Linked DNA regions of Sus scrofa: region 1 is linked to region 2. The links are chromatin contacts, called in public Hi-C maps. All regions are on one chromosome and are shown on one strand. The core of a region is the stretch at or near the end of the contact, and the rest is flanking DNA. Distances in the headings are between cores, read along the strand shown.

Region 1 (7,323 bases), core at 195-2,694, 160 kb after region 2:
TCTTCTCCTTTCATCTGGGTTCAGCTTCCCTCCTTCTGAAACACATTCTTTAGTAGTTCTTTCACCAAGGTTGTGAAGGTTTCAACTTAGGCTTTGTACCTCTGAAAATATCTGTTTTGTGCTCACTCTTGCATAATAGTTCAGTTAAATACAAAATTCTAAGTAGACAGATTATTATCGAGGCCCTAGAAGTTCTATAATTTCACTATGTGAACAGCACATTAGGGATTTGATTTCTCACATTCATATTCATTAATGGGCTCTCCTCATAGAAGAAAAGTTTGCTTTGGGGACCATTATCCAGAGCTTTAATGTCTATTCTGAATCTCATCTTTTGCACCTCAGACTCATCATAATTTTGTTCCTTTACAATCTTATCTGTGTGAAGATGCTCCCTAACCTTGAGGAAAAGCACAGAGCTTTATCACCTTGTATCCCCACACTCTCTCCCCTCAAGGGCATCCAGAACATTTACTGAGTTAAGGAAGAAAGGAAGGAACAGGGACTCAGTTCCTCTAGGAGTCTCTCTTCCCCTCTCTAATCTGCTAAACTGAATGGGAGCCATTCTCCTGGCTGCCACTGCAATAACTCCTGAGACTCCACGTCCATCTCCCCTCATCCTCCTTACAGGGGAAAGTCCTACGTGGGCCAAGCCCTGGCCTGAATGTAGCCACTCAGAAGGCATTCCCTCCCGTCGCCACCCTTCAGGCCCTGGCCTGTCCCAGCCTCCATGGGCAGGTAAATTCCCTGACACCTTCGCATTCTGTGAAGTCACAGAACTCACCATTACTTGGCACAATGCTGCCATTTCAGAACTTAGGAGGGCCAGGAAAGGCAAAGAGGCCGAGGCTCTGCTCCAGCGAAGTCTGGGAGACTCTCAGGGCGCCACAAAGATGGAGCTCCCGCGGCGCTCAGCCTGGACGGGGAGGAAAGTCCTGGGAGCTGGGCAACGCACGGAGGATCCGCAGCTGCAAGGCACGGACCATCTGAGGAATCTGGCTGTCGCCCGGGTCCCACTGACCCAAAAAGGAAGAAGTCGCGGCGCAGGGGGCGAGTGAACAGCGGCAAGTGCAGCCTCCGCTGTGGCCCAGACGCCACCTCCAAAGGCAGCGGCGGCTGAGCGCACTGTGGAGCGGCCCGAGTCAGGGCACCCTCCTCGGTCCCTCAGCTGGGAGGCGCCGAGCGAGGCCGGAGCCAGTGGGACGCAGGGCCTGGGTCTTCCGAGCTGAGTTCGTGGGAGGGCCAGGCTCCGCCGAGAGGTCGCGAAACCGGCGCTCGCCCTCGCGTTCGGGGCCTCTGGCCGGCGTTGTCCAGGAAGCGCGTCTCCTCAGCGCCCCTCTCGGCGGTTTCAGCCCACTCGCAGGCCCCTCCCCGAAGGCCCCTGGGCCCCCAGGGGCGGGGCGGCGCCCGAGGCTCCGCCCCAGAGGCGGGAGCGGCTCGGGAAGGCGGGGTCCGGCCAGCCCCCAGGGCTCGCGCGCCAAGTTCCGACCCTTGCGAGGCGCCTCTGACCTGCAGGCGGCCGTGGCTGCCAGCGCGTCCCCAGCGCGTCCCCAGTGCCCAGCGCCGCAGGAGAGCCGAGGTGAGACCCACTGTCCTGCCCTCCGGGACAGGGCCGCGAGTGGGCGCGGGGGTCGGGAGTCATCTCATTTCTACGGTCCTTTCCCCAGGGCAAGTTCTCAGTCCTGCCTTTGACTGCCCGGTTGTTGCCCTCCCGCTGTTACCAGCTTTCTCCATCTCTCCTTTTTTTTTTTTTTCCCCTCCTGTGCTACTCCTGACCCTTCCCTCTGCCTCTGTCTTTTGTCTTTTATCTCTTCCTGTATTTATCTCTCATCTGTCTCACTTTTTCCTGTCCATTTTTTTATTACCGATTTCCCTATCCTTCCCTTTCTCTTTCCTCTTCTGTCTCCGTCTCTCTCCTCCCACCTTCTTCCTCCTTTCCTTCCCCTCAGCAAGAATTAAACCTTGAATATATATATATATATTTATTTATTTATCATAGGTTGACTTTTTGAGCTGCAATTATTTTAATTCCTCCATCCACCCCTTCACTCACGGTGTGCTGCTCCATTATTTTCAGCCAGGGCTTGTGCTGGGCACTAGGGTAATAACGGTGCATCTGCAACAGATTCTATCCAAAGATCTGGGTGTGTTACCTGTTCAATGCCTATTGTGGGAAAAATACATAAAGGGTCAAGTTGAAAAATCTCTGAGTTTTCAGAGTGCACTGAAAATTTTAAAGACAAGGCATTTATGGAATCCTTTTCTTAGCATTTTGCCTTTAGTAATAGACACAGCCAGCACCAGGAAGCTAAATCTTGCAGGAACATTTAAGGGACATGGGGCCACACCATCCTTCTGTGGAGGCAGTGCAAAAGCCAAGTCGGTGGGGAGAGTGAGGGTGGCATTTAAAACGCGGTTTGGTCAGCTTTAACGGAAAAAAAAAAACAAAAACACCTCAGTTTGGGGAAGACAATAGGGTGACCAAGGCTTTACATATGCAAGGGTGAGAGTTGAAATAAGCAATCAACTGTAAATTTCTAAAGTATATCTATACTTGTCAGTGCTGTTGGTATGCAAAATTTGATTTCACAATCATTGTTGAATGATTCAAACTTCTTATTACAATTATTGTGGCATTTAAAATTAATGTTTTCACACAGTGAAAATGCTTCATCTTAATATCAAGGATTGCCTTAGACACAAACTTAAGAAATATAGAAAAACAAATTTGATTAGTTTTTGAGGAATACAGTAGAAGGTATTGTATATTAAAGTAATTTTTTTCATTTCTTAAAAATTTAATCTTGCCAGAGAGACATGATTTCCTTATTTAATATTTGTATGGCATATATAGCTATGTGTTCAAACACACATATACACATACTGTATACACACTTAAGTTGTAAAAAGAAAACTTGTTTGTTTTTAAAGCTGCTAATCACTGCCCAACACTTGAAGCTTTTTGTTCTTCTTATAATTAATCCATCTTTTGAATTTGTTGTGATTTTTAGTGATAATTCAGCTGATTTAACTTTTCAGTTGATGTGCAAAGGAAAATTTGCCAATAGATAAATCACACAGAATTAGCCAAAATTAAGAATGATGGAAGAAGATTTCAGTGTTGGTTGAAAGAATTTTTTTTCCACTTTATATCAAAGTATGTTGGACAAATTCATAGGTGTAGCATGCACTTTTTTTGGGGGGAGACTGCTCTCTGGATTGAAGAGTTAAATTGTCTTTTACATCATTTAACCAGTAACTTTCCATGGGTTAGCTTTGGTGGGGGGAGAAGGAAGGGATGCTTTTCCAATGATTTAGAACTCTCATGTCTTTGCTCAGCAGAGGTCTTTTTCAAAAATCTAGGAGGTGACAGCTTTTCCTTGAAATAAATAATCTCATTAGTTTTTTTGTGTGTGGTTTTTTGTTGTTTTTTTTTTTTTTGTTTTGATACAGGGCTAAGTCTTGAGCTACAGTGCTTTAGTGCTTTGTAATTTCTTTTCTTTCGTCAATAGGATGTATCTTCCCTTTTTTCTAGTCCACGATGCTACTTCAGAGTCTGGCTGGGCAGTCTTTCATATAAACCATAGACTTTTCCCCTGAAGGCTGATCTGGAATTGGTCCATGTGGCCAAGCTGTGTTAGGACTGAAGCTGACCTCTCTGTGGGCCTGGGAACTGGCTACATCCTGGGGATCCTGCGTTTGGTTTTGTGGACATAGCAGGAATTGCTGCTAGAGGGGTGTAGGCACGGCTGGACATGGAGCCTTTGAGGGCCAGCTGGGAAGTCCTCCTCTTCCCCAGTGTCATGGCACCACCAGCTAGCCTCCAGGAAGGACTGGACAACTCTGACATTTCTGATTTTCTTGGGTTCCAGGCGAGGCAGATGCCTTGAAAATATATGGAAAACGCAGTACCTCACAATCCACACATGGAAGAGTTGGTTGGATGATTATCCCCAGAAATCTTCCCCAAAAGAAGCTCCCAATTCTAGGGAAACCCAAGTATTGAGGGGCATGAGGTTTTTTTCTGTTCTGGTTTGTTTTAGCTGAAAGGAAGGAAGATACAGAAAGATGCTGGCTGTTAGTATAGATGGTATCACTGAGTAAGATCTGGTTTGTGAACTTCAGCTTGGAACAGCTGGATGCTGGCCAGCTAACTTGGGGTGGTGTGGATCTGCAGACGTCTCAGGGACATGAGGTTGTCCAGTTGTTTGCAAAGAGTTCTTGCTTCAGTAAATGGAGTGGGGAGGAGGAAACTGCCCAGGCCATTTGGCCACTTACTAAACCCTATTGTGTGCTGGCCCCTGGGAGGGCACGAGTAGAAGAAAAGCAGCCATGAGGTTGACTCTAAACTTCAGCACTAGTGCATGCAATAATAAATTGATGCTACCTAACGTTTGTTGAGCCAGGCTCTTTAGCACTCTAGATATGTTAACCCATTTATTCTTTACAATCACCTGATGAAGTGGGCACCAAGGTGATCCACGATGAGAAAACAGAGGCAAGGAGGGAAGCATCAACTTATCCAGGGTCACGTGATTGGTAAGAGCCCAGCTGTCTTTGACCCAAGCATGCTCACCCTAGAACCTGCGCCCTTAACCTCTATGAGGATGTGAAGCTGGAAGCCTCCTGGGATGGCATGGTTGGAGCAGGATCAGTAAGGTAGAATGTGGTCAGTGCTTCTCAGATGAAGGAATGATGGGAGTCTGCAGCCAGTGCCCCAGGAAAGGTAATGAACAGAGAAACGTGCTTTATATCATGAGGTAGGTAAGGCTTCATGTCTCAGAATGGAGCCCTTCCTGTCTGGGTTAGTAGAATCATGGTTGGAGGCCAGGGAAACGGGGGCTCAGAGGGAGAAGGAGCCCCACTGGTGGGGAAAGATGGACATGGTGAGACACCCGATCGTCATGGGGAGCTTGGTTTCTGAAGGTTGCCAAGATCATCACTTCATGATCTCATGATCTAAGGGCTAGGGAAAGCATGGAGAGTCTGCGACTGAAATCAAGTTCTTTCAGTAGGAAGACAGTGGTGGTACTGAAGGAGGTCTGTGTGGCTCAGACTGAAAGAACCAGGGAACACAAGAAGAGCCCCTTCTCAGGACATGCACGGGAGCAACGAGGATGAGTAAATAGTGTCAGGGAGCGAGAGCGCAGAATGAACTGAGGCTATTGAGGGGAGTGGAGAACAGCAAAGGGCCCTTTAATACTGGATGCGAGCAGAAGAACAAGGGCTGCATAGATCCACTGGCTGCCAGAAGCACTGGTGTCTGTGGAAGGAGAAAGAGGAAAGAGCAGCTCTGCTTTGCCCAGGGAATGTCTGAACAGTGAACCATCCTCCAGTTGCCAAGGGCATGGGTAGGTCCATGTAGGAAAGGGGGACAGAGGCAGCCCTGAGCTTCTGTGCATGTGGTCTCCTGACCCAGAACTCACTGTCCAGGGGCTGGAATGACCCAGAGAAGACCTCACACATCTGCAGAGGTCCTCTGAGAGGTGGGGGGGATCGTGATGGGGGTGCATTAGCCTGGAGCTGGATGAGGCTCCAAGTCTGCTCTTGACCCTGGGAAAGAGCCTGTGGTCTCTCAGCAAGAGGGGAGGAGCATTAGAAGCCAGCAGGGGTGCTTCAGGAACAAGCCACGTCAGACTCCTATCATTTTCCATTTGAGAAGCTTCCATTTGGCGATTGCCACAGAGTGGACCAAGCTTAGCTGGGGCCCCAGAAGGAGTTCGCTAGGATGTCCTTTGCACTTGCCTGAGTGCGGAATGCAGTGCTGGTGCCCATGAGAGAGGTGACACTCAAGGAGGGCAGGCAGCATGCTGAAGTCTCCCTTTCAGTTCAGTACCTTAGCCTTTTCCTTTTTTTCCTCCTCCTCCTTGTTCTCATCATTATTAAGACTTGGATGATAGCATTAATGGAAGTGATTTTGGGTGGATTCAGCAGCTAGCAGAATCCAGATCAGCAGTGGTCTTGGAAAGCTGGAAAGCAACACGGAGCTTAGCAACATAGCGTTGGCACGCTGGAGATGAACACACTTGGGTTGAGACCTGCCACTTCCCCCATGTGGTTACGGTAAAAATCCCATGAAATATGGTATAGTAGGCTCTTGGCATCTCTGGCATGGACACTTCCATAATCAATGACTGGTGAGTTGTATGTTTATACAATAAAGAATTCTAATGGCAAATATTCCATCCTGCAGATGTTCCAAGCTTGAGAGCTGAGAACATTGCCTCATCTGGGGCTCAGGGTGTTCTGGAATCTTCTGTCAATGGAGTCTGCATGGTTGTGCTTGGACAAGGTGGCCTGGGCTGTGAAGGCAGCCCAGCGAGGCTGGGAACAGAGGGATGCAGGGCTCTAGCTGGACCAGGACTCAGTAGGGCAGCCTCCTCCCTTGGCGTGGGAAACACATTGGGTGGGTTCTAAACTGTCATCTGAAGAACAGAGAGACACAGAGAGAGGGAGAAAGGGGGACTTTGTGTATATGCATTTGAGTGTGTGATAGTATGTGTATATGAATATATGTGACTGTGTGTATATGTGCATGTATGTATGTATGCATGTCTATGTGAGATTGTGAGTGTACATGTTGTGAAAGGGGTGTGTGTGTGTGTGTGTGTGTGTGTGTGTGTGTGAGGATGTGAGTGTGCCTGGGTGTGTGTGTGCCTTTGTGAACTCATGGAAACTCAGCAACAGGGCTTCAAGCAGACCAGTTATTCTTTGAGAAGGGGGGACATGGCATCATCCCAATAAGAGTCTAGTGGATCTAGAAAGGACTTCAGAGATAGCTCAGCCCCGCTCCAGTTTATAGCTGGGAAATTGAGGCTGAGAGAGGTGTAAAGGTCAGCTCAGGGTCATTTGGGGGACTGATGTGGCCTCCTCTGCCTCTTCCAAGAGCATTGGCCAGTGCTAATCTCTGATGTCAGTGACATCCCCTTGGAGGACTCAGTTTGGAAAGGATGTTAGGAGAGGCTCGGCTTCCCCTGGTGGCATATGGTTTGGACTAGGGGCTCTGTGAGGGCAACATGGCCAGTGCAACCAGAGCAAGCTTTGGGGACTCACACTTGGGTTTTAGTCCCAGCTGTGCCTCATCCTTGCAGGGGACATTGGACAGAACATTGAGTATTTCAGGACCCAGGGTCCTATTCATCTGTGAATGAGGGTGATGATCCTCCAGTTGGATTGAATATGGAAAAAAAGGTGACTTGTGCAAAACACCTGTTACAGACTCCTGTTGCTGAGATAGAGAAGAGGGCAGGTACTGGTGCTTCCTTTTACAGGTGGGACAGGAGACAAGGCAAGAGGAAGGAGCCGAGTTGAGCCCAAGCGATG
Region 2 (6,656 bases), core at 3,055-5,554:
CCATGCTGCACACCTGATTTTGCCAATTTCAAAACCTACTACAAAGCTATAATAACCAAGACAGTCTGGTATTGGAAGTGGAATAGAATTGAGAATTCAGAAACAAAACCCTCACATTTATGGTTAGTTGATTTTTGGCAAAGGTGCCAAGATAAATGATACTGAGGCAACTGGATGCCCACATGCAAAAGAATGAAGTTGGACCATTACCTCACAGTATTTACAAAAATTAACTCAAAATGGATCAAAATTCTAAATGAAGAATTACCATATGACCAAGTAATTCCAATGCTAGGGATATATCCAAGAATTTTAAAATGTATGCCCACACAAAATCTTTTTTTGTTTTATTCATAATAGGCAAAAGTAGGAACAACCCAAATGTCCATCGGTGGATAGACAGATAAACAAATGTGGTATTTCATTCTGGTGGTGAGAGAGAGAATTGATTAAGGCCAATTCACTAAACTCACTAAAAGGAAGAAAGGACCTGAACTGACAATTCACAGGAAAACAAGTACAAAAGCCTTTTTTATATACAAAAAGCATCACATGTTCAAAACCACTTATTGTTGTGGGAAGACAAATTAAAATTTCAAATTACTGCTTTACTCATCAGATTAGCAAAGATCAACTTTTGAAAATTTACTGTGTTTGTGAGAGAGTTCGGAAACTGTACTTTGCTTCTTTATACGAGAAAGTCAGTTTGGTAGCAATTTGGCAAAATTTATCTCAGTTACAATTCCCCATGCCCTTTGATCCGTACACTGTATTTTAGGAGTCTATCCTATGACTGTACTGTATGAAGTCTTATGAGGAGGTTTATTGCAGCATTTTTTCCAATAAAAAATAACCCCAAACATCCTAAGAGTCCACTGAGCATTTATCATCTTACTCAGCAATCACATTCCCAGAAATTTATTGGAGAAATTAAAAGTTAAGTCCACACAAAAATCTGCACTCAAATGTTCATAGAAGCTTTATTTGTAATATTTCTATTGAATAATTCACATGCAACAAAATGTACAAATCTTGTTTTACAATTCATTATGTTTGGCGAATGCATGAACTCCTGTAACCCACTTTTTATAAGATTTAGGACATTTCTAACATTCCAGAAACTTCCTTTGTTCCCCTTCCAGTTAATCTCTGCTACATTCCCGAATCCCAAGGCAATTACTAGTCTGATTTCCTTCACTGTAGATTAGTTTTCATATAACTGGAATCACACACGTCTGGCTTCTTTTGCTCAAAAATATGTTTCTGAGATTCTTCTGTGCTGTAACATGCACCAATTGTTCATTTTCTTTTTATTGCCTGTTAATATTTCATTGCATGGATATATCACAATTTGTTTATTCATTTCCTTGTGGTACCTATTGGGATTGTTTCTCATTTTTGTCTTTTATGATGAGGCTTTTATGAACATTGAACAAGTCTTTTTGTTAGAGGTGAGTTTTCACTTGTTTGAAATGAATGGAATTGCTGGATCATACAGTAGGATATATATTTAAATTTATAAGAGATGACCAGCCTTTTTCAAAAGTTTTTACATTATTTACTTTCTTGCCAGCAAAATAGAAGGGCCTATTTGAAATTTTTAGCACACATGCAGTTTTTATATGCATCTTATGTGCTTTTTGTATATATTCCTTTGCAAAGTGTTTTCTCAAGATTTTTGCCTATTTTATTGATTGATTGATTGTCTTTTTAGGTCTGCACCTGTGGCACATGGAAGTTCCCAGGCTAGGGGTCAAATCAGAGCTGTAGCTGCTGGCTTACACCACAGCCACAGCAACTTGGGATCTGAGCCAGGTCTGTGACCTATGTCACAGCTCACGGCAATGCTGGATCCTTAACCCACTGAGTGAGACCAGGGATCAAACCTGTGTCCTCATGGATGATAGTCAGATTAGTTTCCACTGTGCCACGAAGGGAACTCCCTTTTGCCCTTTTTAAAATTGGGCTTTTAATTATTGAGTTGTAGGAAATCTTTTTTTCTCCAGCCTTATCAGTAGGTAATTGACATATAATATTGTATGTGTTGAAAGTATACATAGTGTTGATCTGATCCACTTATGTACTGCAAAACGATTACCATCACAGCCTTAGGTATGACTTGTATCATGTCACATAATTACCATTTGTTTTGTTTTGAGAACATTCAAGAGCTACTATCTTATCAACTTGCAAGTATATAATACAGTATTATTAACTGTAATCACTATGCTATATATGAGAACTCCGGAATTTATTCTTCTTAGAACTGGAAGTTTGTTTTTTTTTTGACTGAGAGTTGTAGGAATTCTTAAATATTCCAGCATGAAGTCCCTTGTTTGGTATGTATTGTGAGTACTTTCTCCCAGTCTCTAACTTGTCTATCAATTTTCTTGCTGGTGAAGCTTGAAATTTTGATGAGGTCCAATTTATCGGTGCTTTCCTATTATAGCTACCCCTTTTTTTTTTCTTTAAGGGCTGCACCGTGGCATTTGGAGGTTCCCAGGCCAGGGGTCAAATTAGAGCTGTGGCAGCCAGCCTATACCACAGCCACAGCAATGCAGGATCCGAGCCGAGTCTGCAGCCTATACCACAGCTCATGGCAACGCCATATCCTTAACCCACTGAGCAAGGCCAGGGATCCAACCCACAACCTAATGGTTCCTAGTTGGATTTATTTCCACCGTAGCATGACGGGAACTCCTAGTTACTGCTTAATTAAAGAAAAACATGGAGTCAGTGTGAGCATAACTGGCTTTGAAGCCCAAGGTGTATCTTGATTGTGTCCAGCCAGGTGGCCTTGGGTAGTTCCTTCCCAAGGGAACAAAATGGGCCAAGGGGGTGAGCACAGCAGAGACCCACTGAGGGTCAGCACAGGTGAGCGTTTTTTTTTTTTTTTTTTTTTCCCACTGTACAGCAAGGTGAGCGTTTTTAAAATCTAAGTGGAGAAACTGCTCAGCAGTGAGGACACTCCAAAAAGCTGATGTACACGAAAATATGGGATTCCCTGCACCCAGTGCTGATGAGGGCCAGGATCTCCCCCGCCCCCACATACCCTGGGCAGTGGGTGTCCATCTGCCCACGTTGACATTTAGCTTTCCCGCTAGTTGGAGTTGCCACAAGAGGGCACTGCGAGAGCAGGTTTCTGGGCCAGCTTGGTGCTGCCTGCTGCATCCAGGCAGTGCTGGGCTCTGCCTGCTTGTGCAAGGGTGGTATTGGCAGAGAAGTGGCTTCACCTAAGGTATGAAAGGTCCTGCCCCAGCTGGTGTGTTTCCTTAGAATACAAATGTAGGGATGGGTCTGTCAGGGGAACAAAATCAGCCTGGGAAGGTAGAAGGCACTGAGACAAAGGGCAGCATGGGTCAACAAGCCCCAGTCAGACATGGGGAACCAGCAGAGTCTGGGGTCAGTGATAGGTCAGCAACATAGGGTGGGCTGGCTCATGTCCCACTAGGCCAGGGGCAGAACTTAGATGACTGACTCCTGTTTCAATGAAGATGAATTTATGACAGGGTGGGACGGAGGTAAGGGATGGTGAACTTGTCTATGAGGAGCTACAGACAGCAGAGCTGGGGGCAATAGGGTAGGGAGGTTAGGGTTTACGCCCACTCACTCTGGCAGCAAGGCATTCTGGGAGTGGGAGAAATACTGAGTTCTGAGGAGGAAGGCTTGGCTGTAAAGCTGTGGCCCTGGGTCAGAGCTGACCGTCCGGGACAGAGTGAGATGAGTGCATCCAGTCATGGCTGAGTTCCAGGCACCCCCAGGGTTTGGTCTGGGAGATGCTGATGGGAGTCCAGCTCCAGGGGACATCACAGAGATAGTATAAGCCCTAATCTTTAAGCTGGTAGCCCCAGAATCCCATCAGAGTGCAGCCCAAGGGCCAGGCCAGAGCCAGAGCCAGAAATGGGCTGGCCGGGGAACAAAGGTAGTCACAGGTCACTGGGGAATCAGACAGGGTCCACTTCAGCCCAATACCATGTGGGAACGTGGACACCCACTCAAGACCATGGAAGTACCTAGAACCTCAGACACAGACTCAGGGCTCACAGAGCTATTTCAGAATTTATGGGCTGAGGAGGAGAGCTGTGGCAATCAGCATTCACTCCGCATTAGAGGACAGAGACACAGTGGCCCGGGGCTCTATCACAACTATGGGGAAAGACTTTCCAGAATCAGGAGAGTGGCCAAGGCAAGCTTCCTCCTTGGGAGTCACCCCCAGGACCACAAAGCACAAGGCTGGGAGGATGGAGGGAATTGCTATCTGTAGTTGCAATAGCTTCAGTGCTGTGCTCCCCACCTCCAGACTCAGGCAGGCACATTTACTTTCCGGAGAATCTTGCTCAGATCCATCCCAGATGCCCCCTGCCTGACCCCTGAAAGGCCCCTGTTGGCCAGGAAACAGTTTGAACTTCTCAGCTTGATGGCTCGAGCCCTCCCTGACTTGGCCTCTGACAACATTTTTATCTTTTGACCATCCCACCTCCAGTGCCAGGAACATACCATTCCTGTTGTGTGATGGAGACCAGACTTCTTAGTATGTTTGCATTCCTCCTCTGCCTGGAATGTTCTTCCCTGTCCTGTCTCACTGATAAGCTCTAAGCCATCCTTTGAGATGCTATCAAGTTTAACCTTCCTAATGAAGACTTACCTGGCCAGCTCCAACTCTGTTGCAGGTAGTGTGCTTGGCCGTGGTAACAGACAACACAGGATGTTGACCTCAATTTGATTCCTCCTTTTGTGTCTTACCAAGAGAATCCTGATGTAGTCCAAATATTCAACCCTCAGCAAGGTGACTCTTGCCGTGCTCAAGGAGAAACTGGAAAAATTCAAGTCCAGCAATGCCAGACCTATCACCCGGCAGCAAGAAACCGACACTGGTGGGCAGAGCTAGTTCTGGCCATTGGGACTGGTGGTCAGGGATTGCAAGATCTTTTAAAAAGGGTTCAACTAGGGTCTGATTCTGCAGGGCTTGTTTGTCATAGCAGTGTCAGAATCTGAAACAGGGCCTGGGGCCAAGTCGGTGCCAAAAGAGTTGCTCATTAGATTGGTTTCAGGACTATTTGCATTGGGTTCACTGAGTAGGGGTCCCCCCTTGGGAAGTCCAAAAAGCCCAGAGCATCTTCTCAGAATCAGAGATGATGAAAAATTAGCTCAGTCTCGATGGCTGTTGAGTCTTCTGTTTCCCGAAAATCCACACTTTTGTTTGTTGTCGTTCATTCGAACACATTCATGGAGTGTCTGCTGTGTGCCAGGCACTGCATGCTCCCAAAGGAACAAAATCTCAAGGGGCTCATAGCTTTTTGGAAGGAGAACCTAAACAGATAACTATCCTCTGATGCCATAAACGCCATGATTATACACAATAGAGACACTTAGCAGAAAGGGATTTATGAAAGGGCATTGGATAGCTCGCAGACTCCTGTTCTGAAGGAAAATGTCTCAAGTCACACTTTCGGGCAAACTCTGAACTCAGTTCACTAGATCAGCTTCTGCCCTCCCCTACCAGGCATTTCAACGGAAGAAAATGAATCCAACTTCAGAGAATAGGAAACCTTGGATCCGAGGATAATGAGGAAGTACATGAATACATGATGTCTTGCAGAGAGAAAACACAACACTTTTTGTTATAGAGCCACAAGCAGGGCATATGGACCCTCTCATTCTCCTTCCTTGCTGAAATCAAACTGATCAGACCCCCCAGTTATCTTTAAGTATGAAGAAACATTTTTAAAAAAGAAAGAAAATCCCCAAAAGCAATTGCAAAAGTACCTTAGGAATGTGCCTGCACCTGTTTTGTCAGAAGTACCCAAAAGCTTATTCCAGCAAAAATGATTTAGAGGTACAGCGGATTATTACCAGTGTCATGGCCAAGTCCCTTTGCCAGCCTGTGCCCCCTTCCCCAACCACCACCAGAGTTAGCTAATAACACCTCGCCAGCCCCTTCTCTAGAGAACGCCCTCAGCTGAACAGGAGCCAGCTCAGAGGGGGCCATGTGACCTCCTATGATGCTCTAGCTGTGACCCCTGGAAGAGAGAGTGTCTCTCTAATCTGAGGAGACCCCTGCTTCCTGGACCCTGTGGGGACGAGAGAGCTCCTTTCAGCTCCATCTGGAGTAATGGATGAACTGCATGGTTCTGCTAAACAGATTCCCTTGCTGGGCACTTAGTTGGACATGACCACGTTTCCTGGGCTGTCTCCTTGGTCACGGATATTCTTGAGGCTCCTGTTGGACACACGGGCCAGCTTTTGAATGGGCCACAAGGGAGTCCTCTGCCCAGAGAACCAGCATTCCAAAGGATGACAGGGGTCTTCTGAGTTCTTTCTGAAGGGCTTTGATGTAAATAAAGTGACACAGTGACTCAGCACTGAAAGGAATTCTGGGGGAGGACTTGAACAAAGGAAAGAAAAACAGAATCATCACCACTGGAGAGCCTTGCCTGAGGCCTTGCAGACAGCCCCACAGTTCAGCACTAAGGATTGAGGTCCGGACCTGCAGGGTCTCTTACATGCTGCTGCTTCAGCCCTAGAGTTGTGCACACAGGGCACCTGTGCTGCACAAGTTGTTCAATGTTTTAAGCTGCATGTCGGAGGTTTAAGAAAATGGCCCTCAAATTCTTTGACCTTCTTCCCATTGATAGCTGGGGCCTAAGTCTCCTTCC

Evidence for each region. Hi-C and Micro-C count contacts between places; a contact is called where the count stands out from the background.
Region 1: a Hi-C map of adipocytes shows a contact between it and region 2, with 2.6 times the contacts expected there. The contact joins the promoter of ZNF488 here to the enhancer-like site in region 2. A contact is called at or near these places in 1 of 5 promoter capture datasets (liver), 15 of 47 Hi-C or Micro-C datasets (adipocytes, adipose tissue, brain and 10 more) and 1 of 2 datasets of contacts at active chromatin or transcription factors (skeletal muscle).

The regions. Positions count from the first base shown.
Region 1 is chr14:88,472,694-88,480,016 of Sscrofa11.1, forward strand. ZNF488 (zinc finger protein 488) reads left to right here and starts at 1,445. Exons shown (of 6, transcript XR_002338455.1): 1 at 1,445-1,579.
Region 2 is chr14:88,311,702-88,318,357 of Sscrofa11.1, forward strand. No RefSeq gene overlaps it. Among named protein-coding and RNA genes, the nearest start is that of ANXA8, 22 kb to the right of the region's middle. Within about 2 kb of position 4,305, at least 7 of the 83 cell types and tissues checked have an H3K27ac peak or open chromatin away from gene starts, as enhancers often do. A contact at or near this core is called in adipose tissue, mesenteric adipose tissue and omental adipose tissue, where this site is marked.